4 separate regions of the Mus musculus genome follow, and regions 2, 3 and 4 are each linked to region 1. The links are chromatin contacts, called in public Hi-C and promoter capture Hi-C maps. All regions are on one chromosome and are shown on one strand. Each heading gives the region's core, a stretch centred on a gene start, on an enhancer-like site or on the middle of the called end of the contact. The rest is flanking DNA. Distances are from core to core; before and after follow the strand shown. Region 1 holds the start of Crlf2 (cytokine receptor-like factor 2). Region 2 holds the start of Suds3 (suppressor of defective silencing 3 homolog (S. cerevisiae)). Region 3 holds the start of Nudt9 (nudix (nucleoside diphosphate linked moiety X)-type motif 9). Region 4 holds the start of Thoc2l (THO complex subunit 2-like).

Region 1 (3,066 bases), core at 349-2,848:
AGAGCATTCACCTGGCTCCTGTGTTTAGCTGATCTTAATTAGGGTTGTTCCTATTCTCAGTTGTAAACACTGCCTGGCTCCCGCCATCTTTTTATGTATGCATTTTCTTTGTTTTGTGTTAAGAAACAGTGTACCTTGATGAATGTATCCATCAGCTTTCTTGTTTTTCTTCTGTATTATAAGACTGGTGCTGAGCGTGGTGGCACACGCCTCTAATCCCAGCACTGGGGAGGCAGAGGCAGGTGGATTTCTGAGTTTGAGGCCAGCTTGGTCTACAAAGTGAGTTCCAGGACAGCCAGGGCTATACAAAGAAACCCTGTCTCGAAAAAAAATCAAAAAACAAAAACCAACCAAACAAAAAGACTGGTGCTTGCTTTGAGAAAATAATCCAGATACACACTCCCTTGTGTCCATATTTATTTGTTATCCATGCCAACTCCTTGCTTGCCTGTAAGTACTGGAACCTCGTTCCCTGCAGATCGATGACCCAATTGAGGTTTGTCTGCAGCAGGAACAGATGTTTTGTTCCACTCACCAGTGATCCTAAGATTGTGTGGAGAGTCCTCTGGGGACCATGGGACCGTCTGCAGAGTTTGTGCACAAGGTGACCCGGAGCTGGTGCCGACTGGAAGGGCTGCAGTGCCCTTTCTTTTTTCTTTCTTTCTTTCTTTTCTTTCTTTTTTTTTTTTTTTTTTTGGTTTTTTGAGACAGGGTTTCTCTGTGTAGCCCTGGCTGTCCTGGAACTCACTTTGTAGACCAGGCTGGCCTCAAAATCACAAGAACAACGCACCTAGAGGTGTCACTGTTCACAGAAAGTAGGGTAACCTTATATTAATCATTAATTAAGTACATGGCTTACTCACAAAACCACAGGTCAATATGATGGTAGCCATTTCTCAATTGAGATCCCCGGTTCTCAACATCTTCAGGTTTGTGTCCTTATGAATGAAACCATTTTCCACCAAACTTTAGTAATTGGTGTAACAATGCACAGTGCTGCCCTGTTTGTAAGTTCAAATTTGTATATTACTTAAAATCTTTGTATGATTAAGTACGACTTTTGTTAAGACAAAGAAAAAGATATGTTCACTATTATCTAATATTTACATACCATTTAAGTTTCAACAAAGCGATTTACTTTTGTGCTGGGCCACCTAGAGACTGGGAAAGGGAGAAGCAGAAGTGACCTGGAACAGAAAGTCACACGATGGCCAGCCACCTCCATCTTGGTGAGGTCAATGTGCAACCAAATGACAGAACAAAGAAGTAGAGAGGAACAGACATATGGGAGCAACACCTCCCTTCTGTTTTTGGATAAAAGACACACAATTTTTATTATTTACAAGTAAGCCTTAAAAAGCACCACAAGAGCCGGGCAGATTAGATGGGCGGGGGCGGGGCCTTGGAGGTTTGGGGGCGGGGACAGGCCGCGAGGGGCGTGGTCGGGGCGCACGCGGAGTCCACCCCCCCCCCCCCGCCCCCCCCCCGCTTCCCCCTATCCGGGTGATTGATGGGAAGAGGAAGCCGGGCCACGCCCATGTCGGTGAGTCGCCGCATCCGTTTATTGCCGTGGCCCCGCCCCGTCGCCCCAACCCCCGCCCCCGGCTTCCCGTTTTCGGCTCTAAGCGGCCTGGGCGCCCTCGACTCGGACCGGCTCGGACCGAACCAGCTGTCAATCACTGCAGCGTCCGCGGCCCCGCCGGCGACATGGCATGGGCACTCGCGGTCATCCTCCTGCCTCGGCTCCTTGCGGCGGCAGCGGCGGCGGCGGCGGTGACGTCACGGGGTGAGGAGTGAGCGGGGGCGGGGCTGCCTGTCAATCGCCGCGGTGGGCGGGGCCCGAGCAAGAGCTACCAAGTTGCTTTTCGTCCCATCATTGCTTTTCGTCCCATCATGAATATGCAAATAAGGCCTCTGGCCCTCCTAAGGGCGATCGGATAGCGCTTCGTTTGCATATTCATTTTGATCTTTGCGTATGCATGAGCCCCGCCCTCCCCCCCTACGCTCGGCGCTTTCTCCTCAGTAATATGCAAATGAGACCTAAACCCCGCCTTGACCTCATTAGCATAGTGCTGCCGCCACAATCTCGCTCCTCCTCCTGAATATGCAAATAAGGCCTCTGGGCCGCTCCTTCTTTGCATATTCATATACAGCTTTCCCGCTTATATGCAAATAACGCTTCGCCCCTACCGAGTTCTCACTCATCGCTTCTCATTTGCATATCCATCGGGAGATACACATATTCATGAGCGATGTATTTCTGTCTTCCATCCCCTCATGAATATAGAATTGATGCCCTGTCCATATGGATCACTATGCATTTGCATATTTTCCCCACGATTTACATATGCACAAGCCTCAACGTCTTGCTCCAACGTCCCTGATCATGAATATGCAGATGAGACCTCAGATCTCCGAAATTGAATCTGCCCGCTCCTCATCATATACTGCTATTCTCATATGCACCAGCCACAAAGTCTTCCATCCTTTTCCCCTCATGAATATGCAAAGAATGCTTCCCCAGTCCATCTCCACTCTGGTTCACTGCCTGCTCATTTGTGTATCCATTGGTCGCTTTGCATAGTGGTGAGCCCCGCTTCCCTACCGCTTTCTTTGCGATCATGTATATTCAAATGAGGCTCCGACTTGCTAGCTGCTCATTTGCATATTCGAGAAGCGCTTTCCATATTCATGAGCCCCCAATCCTTTTCCTTTTCTCTGTTTGTGAATATGCAAATGAGGTGTCGCCCACCGCTACAGTTCTTGGGCCTCTCGTTTACATATTCATTCCCTATATTTGCGTACGAGCCAGAATGTCTTCCTCTGTCTTCCCCTGCCTAGTGCATATGCAAATGAGGCCCGGCCTGCTCCCAGCGCCCTAGCCAAGGGTCTGAGTCAGGGAAATGGCTGCGATGGCTCTTCTGGAACGCGCTGACGTCACGGGCTGCTCCCCTGATCCCCGCCCTGCCCCCGCAGGTGATGTCACAGTCGTCTGCCATGACCTGGAGACGGTGGAGGTCACGTGGGGCTCGGGCCCCGACCACCACGGCGCCAACTTGAGCCTGG
Region 2 (3,066 bases), core at 324-2,823, 7.6 Mb before region 1:
CACATCTTCTCTGTCTCTCCAATTAGGGAGTGAAGCTAGGGTCTCCAGCATGCCGAACAAGTGCCCTACCCAGCCACAGGCATACATGGCCCATCCTTTTTAATTTTGCTTTCAAACAAGGTCTCATTAAACTGGCTGGCCTTGAACTCATTGTGAAATCCAGGCAAGCCTTGATGTTGCTCTGTCCTCTTGCATTTGTCTTTCTGAGCACCTGGGATTATTGTTGTGAGCCACTAGGCAGAGACCATAGGTTTTTGCTGCTGCTGCTACTGCTTCTGCTTCTCCTCCTCCTCCTTCTTCTTCTTCTTTTTGTTTTTTGTTTTTCGAGACAGGGTTTCTCGGTGTAACCCTGGCTGTCCTGGAACTCACTCTGTAGACCAGGCTGGCCTCAAACTCAGAAATCCACCTGCCTCTGCCTCCCAAGTGCTGAGATGATTCCTCCTATTCCTCCTCCTCCTCCTCCTCCTCTCCACCTTCTTCCTCTTCCTCCTCCACCTCTTCCCTTTCCTCCTCTTCCTCCTCTTCTAAGCAAAACTGTAACACTATGTTTCACAGGGCTACACAGATTAACACATGGAGAGATTCAGTTTCATGGCTTGGTTTGTTTTTTTTTGTTTTTAAGACAGGGTTTCTCTGTGTATCCATGGCTGTTCTGAAACACGAATTGCAGACCAGGCTGGCCTTGAACTCAGCCTGCCTCTGCCTCCCTAGTCCTGGGACTAAAGGTCACTTTGCTCAGCGTTGGCTTCTGAATTTAAGCCAATGTAGTTCCTGGAGGGAAATGCCCTATTTACTCAAGTAAAAATTAGCAGGTTATTAAATTACTGTTTTAGGCTAAAATACCTTAAAAATTATGTTTGGGGAAGCACAAGGAAGTTATCCTGTGGACAGCTGTGGATCTGGGATGCTAGACTGACGCCACCGTTTTTTCTTTTTTCTTTTCTTGAAAGGAGAAAGAATGACAACTCTTTTGATCATTTGTAAAACCGGTAGAACAGCTTACCCAGTAAATCTACTCAAAAGAAAGTACTGGCAAGGCCTAGGGACACACTTTCACCTGACCGGTGGATGAAATGGCAACAACTTGCCTTTACCATAATTTTTAATAAAGCCCCCATTAAGGCAGGGGAGCAACCACGCACAACATTTTCTGTATCCCACACACTCTGGCTGGCCAGGCGTCCAAGCCCACCGCGGGAACCGTTCGTGCCATTCACCTGCATGAATCAGAGACCATGCTACCTATCCAGGGCTCTGCAAAGCCTCCGCCCATCAGGTCGAGTCCATCCACACTTTAGTTTTGACTCCAGGCGCCGCCTGGTGGCCACTGCCAGAAGTGCCACCTCCAACTCCGGGGTCCTGACTGCTGGCGCGGCTGCCCCTGGATATGCCTGACTCCAGAGACTCCCGCCTCCGCCCCTTCCGCCGTGGCCGATCGCGGATTCTTAAGACAGTGACGCCGCCGCGGCCGCCGTGTCAGAAACCGTGGAGCCCCGGCGTCTCACCTACCGTCTCGAGGACGGCCTGATCAGGCTGTCACCGAGCAGCCCACGACCCGGAAGTAGCCGGCTGCGCGAGGCCCCCGTTGCCCAGCGCGGGCGCCGGGGTGCGGGGTGGGGGGCGGAGCTCGGAGCCGAGGGGAGTCCCGGTGCCCGCGGCTCGGAACCGCGCGAGGTTGCGGGGCTCCGGGGACGCAGCCAGGCGGCCGCGATCTCCGCGGGACCGGCTCCGCCGCGGCCCCGAGGCGGCGACATGAGCGCCGCGGGGCTGCTGGCTCCGGCGCCGGCTCCGGCTGCAGCGCCGGCCGCCCCGGAGTACTACCCGGAGGACGAGGAGGAGTTGGAGAGCGCCGAGGACGACGAGCGCAGCTGCCGGGGCCGAGAGTCCGACGAAGGTGCGGGTGTGGGGACGGGGCCCGGGTGCGGGTGGTCAGAGGTCGCCAGAGCTCTTGCGAGCCAGGGGTCCCCAGCCCAGCGTCTCTCATTTCCGCACTCGGGTCGGAGCAATGCTCGCCCTGGCTTTCTCGCTCCCAGCTTCTCTCCTCCCACTGTTTTAATGCCCCTAGCTCCGCTTGGGGAGCCGGAATGGGACAGGCGATAAGTCTTCCTTTGGCCGGCACCTCTCCCCCGCCCCCAGCTTTGTGACCTTAAAGCTGTCTTGTTTACCCACCTCCTGCGTGGTAGCTTGGAGTCCTCATCTCCTAGGTTGGGAGGGGTTCAATGGAATCGTGTCCTGCCACGGCGAAGTGGGCGAAAGGGGAGGTTGGGATTTGTTTTCAGGTCCGAGTAGTCTGCATTTGCGTGATCGCTCCTCCAGCCTCAGGTCTCGATCCGGGACCTTGTTTATTTACCTTTTGGCGGGTGTGAGGGACACCCAGAGGGATTATTGAGGAAGGAGCTGGCTAGGTGGGGGAGAAGCTAGAAGCAGAAGGGGCAAGGGGAGGTCTTTGTATGGGCGGAGTGGACAGTATTCAGGCATAGAGTCGGGCTGTAAAAAGCCAAAAGCTACCCCCAACTGCGGGCAGGATCTTAAGTCTCTCAAATGCGTAGTAACATAGCTAGCTGGCTCTAGACAGGGCTTCCGTGAAAGTTCCTTCCACCGAAGGAAAGGAGGCGGCTTTGTGAGGACTTGGGTCTGCTCCGGCCTCAGTGCACGCAGAGCAAGTTATAGGAACTGAGTGCGTTTGTTTTAACTATGGTTAAAAAACAAAACAAAACAAAACAAAAACAAAATCAAGGTTTAACTAGGGATTTTTCAATGTGAAAGGTGCACTTCTTTTAATGACCACGAGGGGGTACAGCGAAGACAAAATTGACCCTCTTCACTCAGGCCATTGGATCCAGATCTTTGCTTAAGACCAGTTTAAATTAAGCAGTTTAGAACACTGATTTTTCTGAGGGTCCAGGTTGGAGTGGCTCACGACTGTCTATATGTCGCAGGATATTTGATCACACTGTGAACCCCGAGACCGTGTTATTTATTGAAAAAAACAAAACAAAACAAAACTGTTTTTACTTGGGGTGTTGCTCAGCCTTAACACACACCTTTAATCCCTCTGGCTGGAAT
Region 3 (3,066 bases), core at 340-2,839, 5.5 Mb after region 1:
TACACCTGACCTGGCAACCAAGAATGAACAGGGATCATCTTCCAGTCCATTCGAGCTCTTAACTGCTGAGCTATCTCTCCAGCCCCCTCTTCTGGCTCCTTCTGTTTCCTTTTAGATAGCCTTTTAAGATAGTCTAATTAGTGCTACCTACATAAACATGGGCATGGAAGGTGATCAGTGGATGAGGGGCCAAGCTCCTAAAGAAAACTGTAGTCACAAAACTCTTGAAGTTACACGTCTTTTGTTTCTCGACAGATGTTTTACAATCATCTGTCTAGACCAGCAGGCACTCAACAAACACTTGTTGACTTAGCTTTGGGTTTTTCTTTGGAATAAGCAGTTTCAGTTCTGGATATACTTCTTTAAGTGTTCCTTTCCCTGTCGTGCTAGAAATCACCAATGAGCTTTTCGTTGTTCTGGTAACAACCAACAAAAATGCCATTAGTGACTTCCAGAGAGCAGGAAGTTCTCCCCTCAGCAAGCCCCACTGAAGAAGGTGTATAAAGGGTGTTAACCCACACCAGCAGAAAGAGGACACTCTGATTGAGGGGTTTTAAGCACTGTCAGGAAAGCAGAAAGGGGATGGCACCGTGGGGCCTACAAACCACAGCAGAAGTAATTCTATTTTCAATGAGGTGAAGGAATATGTCACTCCTGTTTGGGAAGCCCACAGAAATTCCAAACTCGGTCTCACACGGAGCCCAAATTGCCAGGGAACTAACCTCTTTCCTCTTCGGAACCGAAAGCTTGGTGAGTTTGCCTCCTAGATAAAAGTCAAGCTTGAGGCGTGGGTGGTATGTGTTTTAAGGAAGACACTGGTGTCAGAGAACTTAACAGAACCAAACTTACAAACTTTCCAAGTCACTAGGAAATAAAGTTGCGGCCACCTCGCCCAGGAGAGAAGGGAAAGAACGAGGTTCCCAGTACTGAGGCACTTGTGCGCACACTTCATCTCCAGTCTACCCAAAAGCCAATAATCAGCGCCTTCCAGCGCACAGAAAACACTGTCTGCTACTCAGATTAACAGTATATATTAACAGTATATTCCATTATATGGACTCGGTATCACCTCTAGCACGGAGCAACACACCATAAATGCTCTTCAAACTCTGGTGATCTATGAATTAGCGTTGGCGCCTTATCTGGATGGGCAAATTAAAAAGTCAGAGATCGAGAAGGGTCCTTGCTATTGGCTTCCCAAAATCCAGTACTTCAGCACAGCCTACATAACCTCTGGAAAAGGAAGGAGGGGATCGCAGGTCCACCCGAGGTCTCGGAACCGCAGCCCGTCCTAGAATCGGGGTACCTGGGTGCGGGGACGGCGCGGCAGGCTGAGGACCGGACAGTCACTGACGCGAGGGCCACCGAGAGCGACACGGTGGCTACCGCCTGCCCCAGGGAGCGGCCGGCCATCGGCGCCTGGCGCCTGGCGCGCGGCCCGCGAGGGTTCGGAGGTGGCCGGCCTCGCCCGGAGCCCCGCCTTGAGCCCCGAACCTGCAGCCAGCGGGCACTAGGACCCGGCCGCGCTCCCCCAGCGCCGCTGGCCGGCGGCGCCAGCAGCCCCACGACGTACCCGACGCGCGACCGCGCTTTACGGCCACGCCGCAAACTAACCTGTGTGCCAGGCCTCTCCGTCTGCGCAGGCGAACTGGAGTGCCGCGGCGCGGCAGGACGCGGAGACCCAGAACCCTGAGGCTGAGCGGAAGGAGGGTCAGGGGCGACCACGTGCTTCCAGGAGAGGAGGGCCGTACGGAGGAGTCACGTGAGCCATGCGAGGTTTGAGAAGACGTAGGATGAGTCAGTGACGAGTCTTGAAACACCTTGGTTTGGTTTCCAGAAGCCAAGTAACTTGCTTTTCGAAACTTGCCCGCATACCGGATTCAGAGACCGCCTGTGAACAACAAAATGTGGGCGTCCCGCCGGTCACGTGATCAGGCCAGTCACGTGACCCCTAACCCTTAAGGAGGGAATCCCCCAACCCTGGAACGCAGCCTGGGCTCCCCAGAGCCCCCTTCACGGTGCTGTCCGTGGTGTTGGTGACTCTGATAAACCTCTTGTCCAAAAGGAAAGCCGGCCTCGGTTTCCCACTTTCGAACCCCAAAGCCAAAACTTACAGACAAGCTGTGAAAGTGGCACGCGGTCTGGATAATAACGAACGAAGGACTAAAGTTAGCCAGATTGAAAGTGGTAAAGCCAGGCGTGCATCGCGGCTTGCACTCCAGGTTTCATTCGTTTAATTGTTGATGAGACATATTCTAAGCCTATCATCAACTTTGGGCCTTGCAAAACACACCGTATGGCGTTGGCTCTTAAAGCCAGGCCAATCAAATACTAACAGTATCCTGAAATCCACAGCACTCTTGGGATGGGACAGCAAGAAAAAAGGACTGCACAGTAACACTTCAGGGCGTTGCCTTCGTGACTATACTACACCCCTTAAAATGCCCGCTTAGAAAAACTAAAAGTATGGGAAATTTCCTCCCCACCCCTGCCCAAACCTGGTGACAGATAGGCAGATCCCTGGAGCAAAGTAAAGATTATATTTTCTTTCTCTGCACTTTGGGGCATAAGCCTACCACCCCACAGTTTCCTGGAGATGTGGTAGACATGTCGTTGAGGTGTGAGCGAGCACTCAGGAAGATAAATCACCTTGGGCTCCAGCCCCTTCCAGAGATGGTTGTTTTCAGCTTGCTCCACTGCTCCTGTCATAAGAAACACGTTTGTTTCTACACACACACACACACACACGAACACCTTAGATCCTTCAGCACCATTCCCCGGCCTTCAAGATCCCTATTCTTTTTTTTTTATTTTGGTTTTTTTTTTTAATGAAACTAGAACCCAGTTCATAATGTAGGCTTTCCTACGGCAGCAGTAGCCAATAAAAATCTTTCCTTGTGACTTTAACTAGTATCCTCAAACAGGCTAGTGGTTTTGGTTTGGTTTTGTTTTGTTTTGTTTTAAGATTTACTTACTTATGTGGATGGACAGGGGTTTTGCCTGAGTATCTGTGCACCCCAAGTCTTTAGTGCCCGTATAGTCCAGAAGAGAACTTTAGATTCCTCA
Region 4 (3,066 bases), core at 259-2,758, 5.1 Mb after region 1:
CTCAGCCTACATAATATATAGGCATTTGATACACACACACATGTATGCCTCTCCATTACAGCAGTGGTGGGAATTAAACTTGGCCTACATGGTTTATTTTCATAATACCAGAATGTTTCATTTGGCTGACTATCCTGGTCTCTATTTTGTGATGTGCTTTCTTTTCTTTTGTGTTTTCTTTTACCTCTATGTCAGCAGTTCTCAACCTTCCTAATGCTGCAACACTTTGATACAGTTAGTTCCTCATGCTGTAGTGACCCAACCATAACATTATTTTTGTTGCAACTTCATAACCTACTGTTATGAACTGTAATGTGAACACGGTTTCCAATGGCCTTAGGCGACCCATGCTACTTACACCATCTTTTGGAACTACAAAGCTTGCTGGTATCAAAATAACTGTTAAGTATAAAGAAGCTAGCATCCCCATTTTGGCTTGAAATGAAGCGAGAGTATTTATATGAGTGTTTAAGATTAAGACGTCTTCTGCAAAGCATTCAAAAGAATAACTTCTGCCAAATATTTGGGCATATCATGAATACATGCCTTCAAATTTGTATAAAGTATACTGCAGTGTTTTCAGTACTCTATAAACAATCAACGTTCTTGTCCATGCACCTTGGCTGAGTTTCTTGAACTGGGGCTTCCCAGTTCAAGTTAACAATAATGCCCAGTGTCAATTTAAGCTGATAATATTCTGATTTTGGTTGTAAATATGATCCTGAAAATCTCCTACGGGAGGTAAATTTCTGAGGGCAAATGTAGCAGGCAAACCTAGGGACGGCAAAACACACTCCTAAAATCCTGGCACCCCGTCCTTTCTCTTAATTTAATCGCAACCACCTTCCCCGTATCCAGCATTTCCACAGCTTCAGAATATTGCAAAAAACTACTTATTAGAACCGGGTGAGGAATACTGAAGTAATTCCCGGTAGTGCTGTCAACTCTTCACTCCTTTCGCTCCAGTTCCTGAGTTTACTGCACCTGGCACACAGTTTAACTCTTCGGAGCTCGCGGTCCAGAAACCACCTACTGCCTGCGGGCCAGGTAGGCGTTCTATGTGCCCAGAGACGCTCACGGGAGCCACCAAATGCCGGGGCTGAGGAAGCGCCCGGTGACACCAGATCTCATTTAAGGTCTGTTCGCTTCAAGAACGCCCCGGAAAGACTCGGGGGTCTGTGGCTTTCCCCTGCGTGTGTTAGCACAGCCCGGTCCGCCAAGCCGCCGCCGAGCTGGACAGAGGCCGCAGCCCGCCCGCTCGCCTGGGGGCCGCCATGCCGACTCACCGCTCGCTCGCGCTCCGCCCGCGCCGCCCGCCGCGACCGCGCCGGCTCGCGCCTCCCCGCTCCAGCCGCCGCGAACCGCCTCTACGCCGCGGCTCGGGAAGGGCTTCACCGCTCCGCGCCCTCCTGACCCAGCTCGATAGGGACACCAACGACACACCGCCGACTCCACAGAGCGGTGGGAAACCGGTCGGGATCTCCTCGGCGTTCGGCTGACGTCACTGCGGAGGGACGGCGGCGGTGCAGCGAGTCCTCTGCGCACGCGCGGCCGCACTTCGGTTGCTGGCGGGGGGCGGGGGGCGGGGGGCGGGGGGCGGGGTGGGGACTGAGGTCGTTGGTCATCACTGCGCCTTTGTTAGAAAATGCCTTGCTGAGGTGACTGTGTGCACTGGCGGTTTCATTTGAATGTGAATGCTAAATACAAACAATTCTGAGAGCTTTCCGAAAATGATGTGGTTCAACTGGTGGAAAATCTGGTAGTGTACTATGGAAAAAGTCTGTTTATCTCCCAAAGTATGTTGCATCTCAAGAGAAGTCAAGGCATGAGTTAGGGAAGGACTAAAATACTTGTTCACTGTAGACAGCTGCCAAAATTTGTTCCCAACCAAGCCCTTAAAGCTATTTATAAAACTTTTTATCAGAAGGATGTATGTATGCATTATACAGAAACTTGGAAATATTTTATAGTTATTGCACATTGTACTGGGAGAACTGGGACATTGCTACTTGTGGGTGTCTGTCATGCTCTCTATCCAGTATGAAAAGAAGCTTTGATGAGGGGTGAAAGTTAAACTTCTTTATTTTTAGATTAAAATTCTTTTTAATTTAAAAAGGCATCAGGTTTTAAATACATTAAGAATTGAACTCATATTTTGACCCCATCTCCGAAAATTGTCATTTCTGTTGTTATCTGGTTATTATGTCGTGTATGTATAAAATCAATAAATTGTTCAGGAGTATATATCTGACCATTATGTTACAAAGCAACAGAAATACATAAAATCAAATGAGATGTGCAAATATGCATATATGTATCTCAAACACATGACTTAATAAGGTTTTTTTGATTCAATAGTAAGCTGTAGACAGATAGAGATGCACATTAAAAAAAATTTTTACCATGATCAGGATCCACTACATTGCCTTGCATATAACAGTAGATACTGTATAAGTGGCTTGGTCACTTTCCAAGCAATTATTTCTATTTAGATGTCTTTGCCCAATATGAAAATAATGAATGTGGGTGGGAGATTGTTCATTTTTCTTTCCCCAGCAACTATTTAATGCCTGCATCTTGGCAAGAGCTGCACTTACCTGCAAACATCATGATGTCATTTTCCTTTATCCTGTGGTGTATCTGTGCCACATTTGCATTGCCCGTCCATCACTCGAAGGGCATTTAGGTGGTTCCCCCTCGCTAGCTATGGTGAACAGAGCAGCAATGGACACTGCTAAGCAAGCATCTGTAGGAGGATGTCCTTTGGGCATATGCAGAGGAGTGGATCTGAGTCATGGTAGATTTACTTTTAGCTTTTTGAGCAATATTGAGCATGCATGGTTTCTTATATATGGTCCCCAACTGGTAGAACTATTTGGGAAGGATTAGGAGTTGTTACCTTATTGGATAAGATATGTCACTGGGGTGATCTCTGAGGTGTCAAAAGCACACACCACTACCAGTTAGCTCTCTGCATCATGTTTATTATCTAGATGTAAGCTCTGGGCTACTGCCTCACCGCCATGTTTACCTGCTTGATGTCATACACCTCACCATGATGGTTGT

Evidence for each region. Promoter capture Hi-C pulls out the DNA fragments that hold promoters and counts their contacts. Hi-C and Micro-C count contacts between places; a contact is called where the count stands out from the background.
Region 2: a Hi-C map of CD8 T cells shows a contact between it and region 1, with 4 times the contacts expected there. The contact joins the promoter of Suds3 here to the promoter of Crlf2 in region 1. A contact is called at or near these places in 2 of 484 Hi-C or Micro-C datasets (CD4 T cells and CD8 T cells).
Region 3: a Hi-C map of CD8 T cells shows a contact between it and region 1, with 5 times the contacts expected there. The contact joins the promoter of Nudt9 here to the promoter of Crlf2 in region 1. A contact is called at or near these places in 3 of 484 Hi-C or Micro-C datasets (CD4 T cells, CD8 T cells and regulatory T cells).
Region 4: a promoter capture Hi-C map of hippocampal neurons shows a contact between it and region 1, with 4 times the contacts expected there. The contact joins the promoter of Thoc2l here to the promoter of Crlf2 in region 1. A contact is called at or near these places in 1 of 39 promoter capture datasets (hippocampal neurons) and 1 of 484 Hi-C or Micro-C datasets (rod photoreceptor).

The regions. Positions count from the first base shown.
Region 1 is chr5:109,557,525-109,560,590 of GRCm38.p6, reverse strand. Crlf2 (cytokine receptor-like factor 2) reads left to right here and starts at 1,598. Exons shown (of 8, transcript NM_016715.4): 1 at 1,598-1,786; 2 at 2,977-3,066. The coding sequence starts at 1,708.
Region 2 is chr5:117,114,500-117,117,565 of GRCm38.p6, reverse strand. It overlaps Suds3 (suppressor of defective silencing 3 homolog (S. cerevisiae)), which reads left to right and starts at 1,573. Exons shown (of 12, transcript NM_178622.5): 1 at 1,573-1,894. The coding sequence starts at 1,753.
Region 3 is chr5:104,045,387-104,048,452 of GRCm38.p6, reverse strand. Nudt9 (nudix (nucleoside diphosphate linked moiety X)-type motif 9) reads right to left here and starts at 1,589. Exons shown (of 8, transcript NM_028794.4): 1 at 1,307-1,589. The coding sequence starts at 1,413. Mir5619 (microRNA 5619) reads right to left here and starts at 450; the gene lies at 390-450.
Region 4 is chr5:104,506,792-104,509,857 of GRCm38.p6, reverse strand. It overlaps Thoc2l (THO complex subunit 2-like), which reads right to left and starts at 1,508. Exons shown (of 8, transcript NM_001166581.2): 1 at 1,287-1,508.